2 separate regions of the Mus musculus genome follow, and region 2 is linked to region 1. Evidence: chromatin contacts called from public Micro-C data. All regions are on one chromosome and are shown on one strand. Each heading gives the region's core, a stretch centred on a gene start, on an enhancer-like site or on the middle of the called end of the contact. The rest is flanking DNA. Distances are from core to core; before and after follow the strand shown.

The links. A called contact is a pair of places that touch in the nucleus more often than the background predicts.
Region 2: a Micro-C map of embryonic stem cells shows a contact between it and region 1, with 2.3 times the contacts expected there. The contact joins two enhancer-like sites. A contact is called at or near these places in 5 of 484 Hi-C or Micro-C datasets (embryonic stem cells and nephron progenitors), 9 of 115 datasets of contacts at active chromatin or transcription factors (embryonic basal ganglia, embryonic forebrain, embryonic stem cells and 1 more) and 1 of 9 other capture datasets (embryonic stem cells).

Annotation. Positions count from the first base shown.
Region 1 is chr8:89,059,816-89,066,389 of GRCm38.p6, reverse strand. All of the region lies in intron 2 of Gm3134 (predicted gene 3134), which reads right to left. Among named protein-coding and RNA genes, the nearest start is that of Sall1, 20 kb to the right of the region's middle. Within about 2 kb of position 2,574, at least 9 of the 459 cell types and tissues checked have an H3K27ac peak or open chromatin away from gene starts, as enhancers often do. A contact at or near this core is called in embryonic stem cells, where this site is marked.
Region 2 is chr8:89,270,200-89,276,773 of GRCm38.p6, reverse strand. No RefSeq gene overlaps it. Among named protein-coding and RNA genes, the nearest start is that of Gm35542, 54 kb to the right of the region's middle. RefSeq lists an enhancer at 3,292-6,109. Within about 2 kb of position 4,228, at least 53 of the 459 cell types and tissues checked have an H3K27ac peak or open chromatin away from gene starts, as enhancers often do. A contact at or near this core is called in embryonic stem cells, where this site is marked.

The DNA.
Region 1 (6,574 bases), core at 1,325-3,824:
ACCTTGTCCCACAGTTTGGCTCTGTTGCTTGCATGTTCTGATTGAATGCAGTGTGGCCTCCCACCTAGGTCAGACTGCATCCAGATAGGAAGGTGAGAGAGGCTGGGCAGAGATAGAAAGTGAAAAGACAGACTGCCTGAGAGGAACAGGTAGCCCTGATGGGCACTTTTGGGGCCAGGGCTTGTCTGAGAGGGAGGCTGGTCCTCAGGTGGGCTTGAGCCACTAGCAGGCTCAGATCTCCCATCCTGGGTCGTTCAGCACCATATATTAGATTACTTTTAAAAGCAGCTGTAGAGAGAGAACATGTAGAAAGAAATAGCGGCGTGGTCTGACATTAGGTGCAACCATGTTTATTCATATTAAGGGGGTTTCTTTGTCACCCATGTGTGTAGGTGGCCAAAATGCCTCTAGGGGAAGATGGGATGTGTCCACTTATGGGGGCAGAAATGACTTCTGTAGTCCACAAAGGAAGCTGAGAAGTGTAGTCCTTCAGTTGGAAACTTACTTTTGTGCAGAGCAGATGAGCAAGAAAAAGAGCTCTCGAATGAGGGAGTACCCATCCGGCCCAGCTCCCTACCTGGCGTCGTGCTCAAATCTGACATGCACGGCTCCATCTGTCCACTAATGCACTGCTGCTAACTCCTCTGCATCCCTGCAGCATCTGTCCCCTATCTACTGAGCTTGACTATCTACTTACAATAGTCCCGGAAACCATCAGTCCACTTCACAGATGAGGAAACTGAGGCTCAGAGCAGGAAATATCATGTAAGGGCAGAGGGGTGGAGTGATGTTGCGGAGTGTGTGTCCTGGGCTGTTGCTTGACTCTCTCTTGTTACTCCTTCATAAACTGTGATGTCATCTGAGCTTCCACCATTCCAGGCCTTTCCCACGAGGTAACAGGACTGAGTCCGTTTTAGGTTTAAGGTCGCAAGACACAGAAAGTTGAGTCCCTTTTCTAAGTGTGCAGGTCAGGAAGGCAGCAACAGAGAGTGACTGGCCTCTTCCCATGGCGAATCTGAAGGATGTACCAGGTCATCTCCAGTCACAACACTGTCACTCTAGGAATAGGGGAATAGGGGCGTATTGAAATGGCTCTTTTCTTGGCCCTCTTGTCCTCACACACCTCTACGGTGCTACAGTCCCTGCCATGTGATCAAACCTGGACTTATCTTCAGAAAGTGATGGGTACCTAAGTTGATATTAGAAATGAAGCACAAGGCTAGAGGGATGTCTCAGCACACTGGCTGGTCTTTCAGAGGATAGAGCAGGGGTGGGAGAGTGCACGTCAAACACCCGCACCCACATGGCATCTCATGAGCACTTGTAACTCCAGTCTCAGAAGATCTGATGCCCTCTTCCTCTGTCAAAGCACACTGCGTGCATGTGGTGCACAGGATAGACACGCATTCAGGCAAACACTCACATACATTAAATAAAAATAAAACCTTAGAAAGATTGTTTAATACAATTTATGTGTATGAGGCACCCAGCAGAGGGGATGAAATGGATGCAGAGAGGTCTCCAGGACTGGTACTGGAGAAGGCTTGTGGGTGCTGGCTTTGGTCTCTCCTTAAGTGGCACAGCTGGCCTGGTGAGGTTCAGCATCAAGAGCTTGTCGACGTCCCAGCCCATTTTTTTTACCTGATGCATTAGCATATCCTTATGATATCTGTTATCCTAATTACATCTATTTTCCAGGTATAGACAGACATACCCCCGAGTTGGGGTGCCCATTAGCAAATCACACGGGCCTTTGCAGCTGTGTTTTGATTAGCAGAAAAGGGCTCTTTGGCATCAGAGAACTAAAATCACCTTTTAGGGTATGACAAGCTCAGCCGAGCATCTCACAAGTGAAAATCAGAGGTTTCTCTGAGGCAGGCTGAGAGGGAACCAGGAGAAATTAAAAGGAGACCAGCCTTTAATGGTTTCAGCTGCGAGAGTTCAGTCATAACGCTATCCAGCAAACAGCACGGCAGGGCGCTCTTCCGGGCCCCCTGGAATGCTTCTAGAAGAATGGCAAGGAGGGCCTCGGGGGACCACCCAAAGTCACCACCTGCCCAGGAAGGGCTTCAGCAATGAAAATGCAGAAGTCAAGGATGCTTGCAGGCTGGAAACCAAGCCATACATTCACTCCCACAAGCTCCGAAGGCTCGCACGCTCCATTGAAATCATTACACAAATCACTCCAAGTCCTCTTTGTACCCAGGCTCCTTTTACATTGATTTCTAAGCTCTACAGTGGACTTCCAGGCCACTGCTCTTTCTACTCACCAGAAGGCTGAATCTAAAGATGTGGCTCACACGTGAGGGGAGAAAAGAGGATCCTTTGTAAAGAAAAAGAGCATTCTTGGCCTTTTCTGAAGTCCCTTCCTAGGCGACACTCAAATCAGGTACCCAAACATGTAAAGTATTACCAACGGAAAGTAGTAGGGCTGAAAAACACCTGCAGGAAGGAATCCTGTCTTCGTTATTTCATTGCTAAGGAAAGCATTCCTGGATGAAGGAAAGACTTTGGCAGGTGCAGGGTGGGGCAAAGCTTTGTGGCCTGAAAGTGCATTTCACATTCCAGTTTACACCGGCCCCTCTGACGGAGGATCACTCCGCTTCTGTCTTCTCCACTAGTGTTCACTGAGGATTTACTATATCCCAGGGACTGTGGACGAGGACACAATTTTCATTTGCACTCCGGGGAGCTAGATCTGAAAGAGAAGAGTTTAGATAGGGCAGTCTCCCTGAAGAAGCCTTTGAGCCCTTCCGCCAAGGTACATGAGCCAGCCATACTGGAGCAGGTGAGGAGCTGCCTGTCCAGGCAGGGGACAGAACCCCACAGAGTCTGGAGAGAGCCGAGAATGAGTCAGACCAGCTAAGCTGACAAAGTGAGTGAGACCAGAAGCAGCCTGTGAGGGGTGTGGGTGTAGCCTCTTTCATACTATACCTAAATGTGCATGCTGTTGTGGTTGTTGCTGTTGTTAAATAGATTAGGCAACTCTTAGACTTTAGTAAGTGTTGGGCTCACCTGGAACTCTTGGTTAGGCTCCCAGGAATGCTACTAGTACAACAGGACCTGGAAACCTTCATCTCTACCAAGTTCCCAGGTGACGCTGGCCACCTTAGGAACCAATGCATTAAAAACACTTCACCTTTAATCACTGTCATTTTATTTATTTATTTATTTATTTATTTATTTAGTTAGTTAGTTAGTTAGTTAGTTAGTTAGTTAGTTAGTTAGTTAGTTAGTTAGTTTTTCGAGACAGGGTTTCTCTGTATAGCCCTGGCTATCCTGGAACTCACTCTGTAGACCAGGCTGGCCTCGAACTCAGAAATCCGCCTGCCTCTGCCTCCCAAGTGCTGGGATTAAAGGCGTGCGCCACCACGCCAGGTTTATTTATTCTTTTTTATGATTTTTTTGTAATACATATGTGCACTGGATCCTAATGGACAAAGATTTGCTTTTGAGTCGGGGCATTTCTCTGTTGAAGCCTTGACCAGGAGAGACTCTCTAATACCCTCCTATAGACTGATAAACTGATAATTCATTTACTTATTGCATTGCTAGGGACCAAGCCAAAGACCTTGCACATGGTGGGCATTGTCCTACCACTGAGTTGCAGGCCTGTACCAGAAAATGAATTGTTTAAGAGTGGCCCAGAACCAAACATGATCGGAAATCTGGCAGGAGAGAGGGCTTAGCAGTTAAAAGCATTTGCTGCTCTGCCAGAGGACTACGTTCCATTCTCAGCTCCAATGGGGGGCAGCTTATGCAGCCACCTGTAACCCCAGTTCTGGTCTCAGCAGTCACTGCCGTGATACACACAGACACATAGACAAGTACACATAAATAAAAATGAAAGAAAGGAAACTACTAGAGGCTCCTAAGCTAACTCTCTGGTGTTCTACTTGGTTCATAGGAAATCTTGTGACTTCCTTGAAAAAATAAATTTTAAATGCAGGTGAAAACTGCGAACAAATTCTTGCTGGGTCAGAAGACTCTTTTTTTTTTTTTTTTTTTTTTTTCGAGACAGGGTTTCTCTGTGTAGCCCTGGCTGTCCTGGAACTCACTCTGTAGACCAGGCTGGCCTCGAACTCAGAAATCCACCTGCCTCTGCCTCCCGAGTGCTGGGATTAAAGGCGTGTGCCACCACACCCGGCTCCAGAAGACTCTTTTATTGATGGTCTTGACCATCATGACCTACAGAACCCTCCAAAACACAGTTCAACTTCGGCGTGGAGTGGAGGACAGTACTCCTCCGAGCCACCTGCCCCAGGGTGCAGCCCTCAGGAGCTCCCGTCTGTGGCGACGGTCCTGTTCCACCTACACACTGCGGCAGCTGCCCACACAGTCCAGCAGCACGTGTCCTCGGCTCAGCTGAAGTGTGACATGCGCTAGGGAGCCCCCCACCCCCATTCAGGCATGGGGGTTACTTTTCCTACAATCCAGCTCTGCACTCCTAAAAACTACATTAAGTCCAGATCTCCCTGTGAAACTGAGGGCGAGACCCAAGCTCTCTGTCCTTGGCTGGCTCTGATGTCACCTACAAGAGTGTCTAACAATATGCAGACCAGAACTTCCCTCCCTCTAAGGACCTAGCTAAGGGAGCATCTCTGCTGTCTACATCACCTCTGGGAACTTAACACACATTCATTCATTCATTCATTCATTCATTCATTCATTCATTCACTCATTCATTCATTTTTGCATGTCTTTACCCAGAATCCACTCTTGACTGTAGCAGCAGGAATACTCCGTCCTTATTCTTAGAATCGGCTCACTTCTCAGCATCTTCCCCAGCTTGTTGAATAACTCAAGACATCAGTGCCCTTCCTAGGAATTCAGTGCAGCCAGTGGGGCCCAGGTGTGCGAGCATGAAGCAGTGGGGCTGCAGGGTCCACAGGGATAACAAATCTATCGCCTTGTGTACTATGGAAAGATGGACTCTACATGCAAGGACAGGCTTGCTTGGGGTCACGTGGTGTGTGGCTGGCAGAGCTGTGTCGATGCCGTCTGAAACCTCAGTGGCCTGCCCTCTGGCCCTCCTACAGTTGTCTTATCCCTGACCTGCCTCTCCCTCGTGATCTTCTGGTTACTGTGTGAAATAAGGCTGTCCGGTTGTAATGTATGGAGATCGGTGACTGTGGCAAAGTTGCTGACATTTGGGGACATTCTCGTTTACTCTCCGTGATATGGTGGCATTCTAGAGAGCACTTTCAGTTGTGACGCCCAGACCAGGAACATCAGACACACTGAGCTGACCTCCTCCTCAGCCTTTCTGAATGCCCTCCTGGCACAGCTTAAAGTAAATAGCTAATGTCTTTCCCGCTTCACCAAGTCAAAAGAGCCAACCTTTGAAAATCCAGGCAACCAGCATGCATCTCTCTTGAGCACTTTTCTTTCTGCCCTGAAGGGAGAGCCTTTAGCTATCCATCCACTTACCTCCGCTCATGCTGTGCCAGGAGACTTGCAGTCCAGAGTCCGGAGTCAACTCATACACAGCCCCGACCTTGGGGGGTTCGTGTCGGTGCAGCTGCTACACTGCACAGTTTGACAACAGATGCTCTTATAGCCCTGGTAAGGCTCTGACTTGCACACCCATGTCTCCTAGTCTGTCTGTGGCCTTTCTGTTGGTAGATGTGATGTGGTACGCATTCGCTCAGCTCCTTAACCATTCTGAAAGACCCTACACCTTTCTCAGAGAATCCTCTGGAATAAGAAGTGAGAGATCAGACTTTTAGAATTCCTAAAGACAACAACAAAAGCAAGGCCACAAATGACCAGGGAGAGTCCCCTCCCTGCTCCTACGGAAGCTTCCCCTCTTTAGCACCAGATGATTCTGGATCTATGGGACTGTGCCCCAGGCCTCCTTGCCTAGCAACTGCCCTGCAGGATCATCCAGAGAGTCACCACTAAGCTCAGTACAGATTCAGGGCTGGGGTGGGACCACATGAAACAGCAGAGGCCATTCAGGGATCCAGGAAATTAAAATGAAAGATGCGTCCAACACCTCTAAGTGAGTTATGGATTATTTTAGGTGGCCCATGTCCCCTAGGGAGTCGGGGTGGGGGTGCGGGGGGGGGGGCGGGTCACAGGTGGAAAGAAGCAGTGTGCAAGGGGACAGAATAGAGCTAGCATTCTGGAAAAGATGAGCTATGCCCTGCATCTCTGCAGCCCCTCTTTCTCATCTCCATCACCTTTATAGGCCATGCAGTTTGGAATTTTGTTCCAGCACCAGTGGTAAATCTGAGTTAAACTGTATCCAGCCGGTGTCTGGATAGTGACCACATACCCCACTTCTAGCCAACAATACTGACGGAGACATTTGTGACATCTGAGAAAAGTGTCCTCAGGTGCTTTAAAGTGGATCAAAATATACTCTGGCTTTCCCCAGTGGAACATGACAGAGATGCAGGGACCCTGATGACCAGAAACCACCCCAATCCTGAAGTTACAATGGAGCCTAGCCTGGGCAGGCCCCTAAGATCATGCCTACAACCCAGGATTAAAGAACCTCAGGTACTTAAGGCACTACACTTCCACCCGTTAATCTCTAGAGGGTTGCAGTAGGGCCAGCTGGCCCAGG
Region 2 (6,574 bases), core at 2,979-5,478, 210 kb before region 1:
AATAAAAGAGAAATGAAAACAAGTTTGGTGTGTTTACTATGTGTGTGTAGTAAACTAGCAACCGATAACTGCTCTCTACCTCTGTTTAAATAAGTAAAATGAGACAATGTCTGCAGAATCAATTAACCTGTATGTTCACCTAATACAAACAGTAGGATTAGATATTGGAGACCTTTTGCTATATCATAGAATTAGCACTGGAACTGAAGTGGAGGGCAAAACAAAACACCTTGGCTCATCGGTAGACTTTCAGTTGTTCTCATTCTCTAGCAGGTGGCTTTCTCATCTGCAAAATGAGAGATGGGCCTAACTGCACTACTGATGCCTGGTGTGGTCCTGCCACTTCAACATGGCTGTCCTGCGCAGACATCACTAATCAATCACAGCATTTCTGTCTCTTCTACTAAACTAAGACTAAGCTTCAGATTCTTCTCAGTAAAATCCTTACAAAACAATCAAACAAACAAACAAACAACGCCCCCCCCCCCCGAAGCAAATGACGTCTAGAGTCTCTACTTTTGTAGATCTCTACTACTATGTGAACAGGTTAGAATCTGATACAGTACAAAATATAACAAAGGAAAGCTTAAGTTCAGTCAATATGTTGATCTGAAATATGACGGTTTGCAATTTGTACTTACTCTGGCCTTCAGATAGGACACAGTCAAGCTTACTGAACTTGGCTAATTAAAAAAGAAGCTCCCATTTGAAAAGAATGTTGTGTTAGTTCCTCTACCTTGAAGCAGGAGCTTATAAAGCATGAATGTAAATTATATGCAAATATGCTTTGGGGACCTTCCTAGTTCTTAACAACTGAACTCTACTTCTGGGGAAATGAGAAAGAGTCCGTTTTCCAGGAGATAACAGGGAAAGTTTTCAAATGCCTTGAGGAAATCACATTTCACAATAAAATGAGCTAGCAACATTATTAAACTGAGGAATCCTTTGTGGGGTAAGGGGTTGTGTGGCTCTGAGACCATATCTCTTAAATGGCTGTCCCTGCCTGCCACTGACCTGAACCAAGGTGAAGACTCTGGCTGGGAGCATACTCTCGCTTGTATTGCTGAGCATAATAAGACAGGGAAGAGGAGGGCAGGGAGGGGATCATGGCTAAGGCTGTCTGGCAGATCTTCACTGTGCAGAGTTTTCATTAGCTGGACCAGCTGACCAGGGATCATCCTGGTTCCTTGTTTCCTAGAAGCATCATCAGGCATGTGGACAGAACTCTCCAAGCAGATCATGCTTACAATACCAGGAGCAATGTCAGGCTCTGCTGTTGCCTCCTGGGTCTGCCTCTTGCATTCTTGTTGCTTGTGGGAACTTGACCTTCAAGGTGATGGTCTTAAGACTGAGTGGGGCCTTTCAGAAGTGACTATGTTATGAAGGCACCACTCTTGGGTTGGGACTCACATCCTGTAAGAGAATCTTCAGAAAATTACCTGAGTCTTTTGTCCCTGTCACTATGGCGGGACATAGATTCATCCTGCCCAGAAGACATGGGGACCAGGGATCATTTTGGAAATAAAGTCAAGCCTTCCCTAGTTGCTGAGTCTCTGGTGTTTTGAACTTGGCTTTCCCAACCTCCAGAACATTCCTATTATTCATCAAAGTCCTAGGCTATGTTATATTGTTATGGCAACAGGAAAACAACCATGAAGGCATCTCGTTCTTCTCATCTCCTCAGAGGGATGACTCAGAATGCTCACCTCTTCTAAGAGACCAAGATATACCCACAGGAGTTGTATGGCACATGGGTGCTTTATGTTTCAGAAGTGGACACTATCCAAAGACAGGAGAGACACTCTGTTGGCAGCTGCACTTGGGACAGCGTTCCTCATGATTTGTGGTGGGGAATAGGAGCCTGAGGTTCTAGCTATCCAGCAGACTCTCATTCGGGAGATAGGGGAGACGCTGCAATTCCAATGAGGAGAATTCATAGAGGTATTCAATTCTCTGCAACAGCTGTAAACATGACTTCTCAGAGAAGAAAAGCTGCTCCTGCAAGCAGACAGACATCAGCCTGTCATCCCACCAGCTGTTCTTCCACAGGCTCCTTTGCCTTTTGCTCCCCCTCCCTATGCCCCTGTACATTAGGTGCATTTCTAAGCATCACTTGGATCTCGACATTCAGATCTGTGTACATGTTCTCACTATGTCAATCAATCGTGGGTGCTTTCCTCTTGTTACTCTGTCTGTTGCTAGGTTAATTCACAAACCTCTGGACATCTTCTTCCGCATTAAGAATCACACTGAGCAGCCAAGACACGTGCCCTACTGTGAAGAAGGGAAACATGACAACACAGTATTAACCAACCAAGGAAAAGTCAGAGGTCACAGGCTCTGGCCACATCTGTTGCTGATATTACCCTTACCTCCCTGATTTTCTAACACTAGGAGTAGCTGGAGCTAGGAACAAGGAAGAAAGAATATGAAGCAAGATGGTGGCCAAATCTGAGGGGACAGTCACTGAAGCCAGGCTCAGAAAGTGTCCAACTTCAATTTATCCACTGGCTAAGGCTTTGGAACTTTTTTAGGAAGAATTCGGCATGGAGAGAAACATCTTATGTGTATGTCAACATGCCAGACTTTGCAAACATAAGGATAGGACACTTGTGTTTGAATTTCAATTTGATTCATTGATTGATTGATTGAAACTTGAATTTCAATCATTATTAACATAAATGTGTGTCAGACAGGAGTTGAAATACACATAAAGCAAAAGGCTACTATGATTGTTAGTCCCTAAGTTAAATTTAACTGGATGCTGCTGTATTTTATCCTAAGTGGAGTGGGTGCATCTTCAACATTCTGAGGGTTCTGGGGCAGTCTCCAGGTGCCACTTTGCTGAGGTAGTTACTTACAAAATAATTCTGGTGCCCGAGTCCCCCCGTTCTGTTCTGTTTCCGTTGTTATGGCTGTGAGAACTTAAGGAAAGAGAGGCTGATTTGCACTCAGGGTTCCAGAGGGCTCAACTCATGTGTGCTTGGTCCCAGGCACAGAGTACTATTAGATTAAAAGACTAGTGGATTAAAGGACATGAAAGGCAGAAAGCTAGCTTCCTGCTCAAAGATTGCACTTCCCAGTGTCCCTTGTATGGTACCAGAGTCTTTTTCTCCCCTGTAAAGGTTGCAAACAGCTTTCTGTGGGAAATTTCTCTCATTCCCATGCATGCTGGGGTTGACTCATCTGCCTGCTTGGTGATCTGAGATGACCCTAATAAACATGGTCCTGCCTTTTCAAAAGGTCAGATTCGATCCTGCCTTTTCTGCCTCTCTCTGATGATCTAGCAAGGACTACTGTTCATCTCCGTGGACCGGGGAGCTGAGAGAGTAGTCAGGAAGTGGCCTAAACAACCCTAGTGACCTATTCACCCAACCAGTCCTCCTAAATATCCAAAGTGTGACCAAATAGCCAAAGTTTCCAGAACTTTGTGAAAGAGCAAGGCCAGCTGGGTACCATGTGTTCAAAACACGAATCTGTGCAGATCATTTTAACCTAAAGTAGTAACAATCTCATTTCCAGAAACAGAATTTGGATCCATTCTGTCACTAGGGAGTTTGAAAACTCGAGGGGTGGGGGAGTGTGGCGTAATTTGAAGGCAGGACCACTGTGTTAGCCTGACTTAATCTGAACCACTAAAGATGTGTCTCCTCTTTCAGAGGAGAAGGGACCAAAATATTTAAAGAAATGATGAGTTTCCTGTTAGGGAGGTAGGTTGTGATAGCTGCTGAGGGCATTATGGTTCTGAGTCAGGAGATTGCAGTGAGGGTGGGCAGGACAGGAGGGGAGTGGGTGGGATGAGCCCCCACACACTCACACGGACACCATCATTGTCACCGCCACCTTCCCAGCTCTGAAATTTCATGGTACACACACACACACACACACACACACACACACACACACACACACACACACACACACACACACACTGTACCCAGTAGCATTTAAAAAGGTTGACTCGCAGTGAGGTCGCGGATCAGCTGGAAAGTGCAACCAAATCTCCGGTCTCTGAGAACGTGCGGCTCCGCGACGGGTCCACGGGACCTCTCTGTACTATTATGGTCACTTGTAGTCAGTTCATCAGTATTTCAAAAGATAGTTTCCAATAAATTAATCCTTCAGTGTTGAACTGCAGTTTAGTCGCAGACGCAGCCTGAGGGCGGTCCCTTCCTGCTGGTGGGGACGAAATCCTCCCCGAGTGCAGGGACAGAAACAGCCCTTCCGACCGCGTACACACAAGCACGAAAGAAGGCCAGTGGGTCGCACCGAAAATCGCGCCTCGGCTGCTCTCTGAGGCTTAGGAGTTCCTCGAAGGGCGACGCCAGCACCTCGTCCAGCATCAATTAGCAATCTGTGAACTAATAATGAAAACCAAAAGCCAATTCTCAGCGAAAGAAGGTGCTGGCCGTGGCCCGCAGTGACTCTTTGTAGGTGTTGAACGTGTGTGTGTGTGTGTGTGTGTGTGTGTGTGTGTGTGTGTGTGTGTGTGTGTGTGTGTGTGTGTGTGTGTGTGTATTTTTAGATAAGGACTTATTCTGCATGTGGTAATTAGGGCCCCAAGGGGTTGCGATTTTTTTCCCCGTTCTCCCCCACGGGTTAGCTAAGTGGCAGGAGGAGGCAGCTCAAATTCCCACACATCTGGGGTACACAGATACAGCCTCTAATTTCCTGTCGGCGCCACTGGTTTCTTTCGAATTACTTGCTAAGTAAATGATTGTTATAAAACGATGAAGATTCGGTCAATCAAATTAACCCCTTTTGTCCATTACCTCCCTCCCCCAGCACAGTGGTCCCCTTCATTTGCCTAAACTCCTGGCTCGGGACAATGAGTTCCATCTCCCAGGCCCCAGCTATGCTCAAACTGGCCCAGTGTAACCTGAGCGAGAACCCAAGGCCCCCAATTGTTTTGCTAATCAAGATTATTGGCCCATTGAGATGTGAAGGCGCAGCCTGGCTGACAAAAATTGTCAGTTTCCCATGAAATAGTTCTCTCAGTTTAGCCTGGGTGCGGGCAACTATTAGCATATAAATGAAGATTCTCCCTCCTCGGCCCTTCCTCCTCCCTGTCCGTTCCCCCATCCCAAAGGGATGCGAAGAAAATATAAACACACCCCACCCCCAGCTCCCAACCCCCGAGGAGCTTAATCCCGCCAGCGTTTCTCCCGGGTCTGGAAATTTGTGGGCACCAGGCTCAAAGACTGCCTCTGGGAGAGACTCATTTGAACAAAGCTACTTTTAAAGCCATGGCTGCCAGGGCCTAGTCCCCTGCTGACTGTAAGAGCCACTAGCTGTGCTGGGAGGGCACAAATGGCCCAGTGAATGCCAGGGCGAATCTCCAACACAACCTTGGGGACGGTGGCAAAGCCAAGCATGGCTCAGGGGTCAGCCACCCAGACCACTAGCTGGCTGGACCTCCAAAACCGTCCCTGGCCTGCTTTTCTTACTCTGGTTTAAGGGCTGAGGGTCGGTTGGGCATGGCCTTGGTAACCTTGTCTGTTTTCTACCGGACTGTCAGGACAGCCTGACACACAGCTGAGCTAACTGAACACAGAGAAAGTCCCCTCTTCTTGTCTTCTGGTGTAAACTTAGAGCCACAAGGAAGAAAGGGAATATTTTATGTTTAAATGTCATGTATAATGATATATCTTTATTAGCTGAGTGATATTGGCATAAGCAAATCGCCAAAGACACAATGAAAACATTTTTGCATGTATGACCAAGATAAAACCGTATGTGGGTTTAGACACTTGGAGCTGACTTCACTTCCCATGAACTTGGCTTTCTTGGCTCCTAGGTTCCAGAAGCTCCCACCACGCCCCTTAAATTAACACTTCCCCATCCCTCTGCCTCCTGCTACCTGATAGGAAAGGACATCTAATTGCAAAGTGTTCCTAGGAGGCCCACAAGGAAGAATCAAGTCCCTGAAGTGGTCCTGGCCCGTGTGTCCACCCATCCAATGCAATCCTCTCCAACAAAACCACTGTGGACACGTGGGGCTTTGAAGTCCCGGAGCCTGGATCTCAGTGTTGGCCAAACTCTTGACGCTTGGAATCAGAAATAGCTTTGTTTTTATTTGACATGAGTTTGGGATTTTCATGCTGAGAATATGGACTGAGAGATAACTAGGACTTTACCATTGGCTCTATAGATGTAATATATGATTTGATCATTAAAAGTTATAGAAGCAAGTGATAGGTGATTTCTCTGCCTATGAAATGAGCCAAATCAATACAGGCTAGGTTAGATAAAGGCAGGGGAATTGGGAAGCTGCTCTCCAGAGGGTTCACTGGCTCCAAGAGTGGAGGCCAGGGAAGTCACCACGGGGAAAGAGAAGCGGGGGAAGTGGAAACAGAAAGAAAGGGTGTGCACAAAGAGAGGAAGAAAGAGGGGGGGCAAGGGAGAGAGAGGAAGAGGAGTAAAAGGAGAGGGAGAGAGAGCAAAATATCTGGATTATATGGAAGAGCCTCTAGGGGAAGGGCAGCCTAGAACCTTGGCTGGAAAGTTTAAGGTTGGGTGTGGGGTGTGCAAGGTAGGGGACTGAGGGATGCTGGGAGAACCTGGAGGCCAAGTC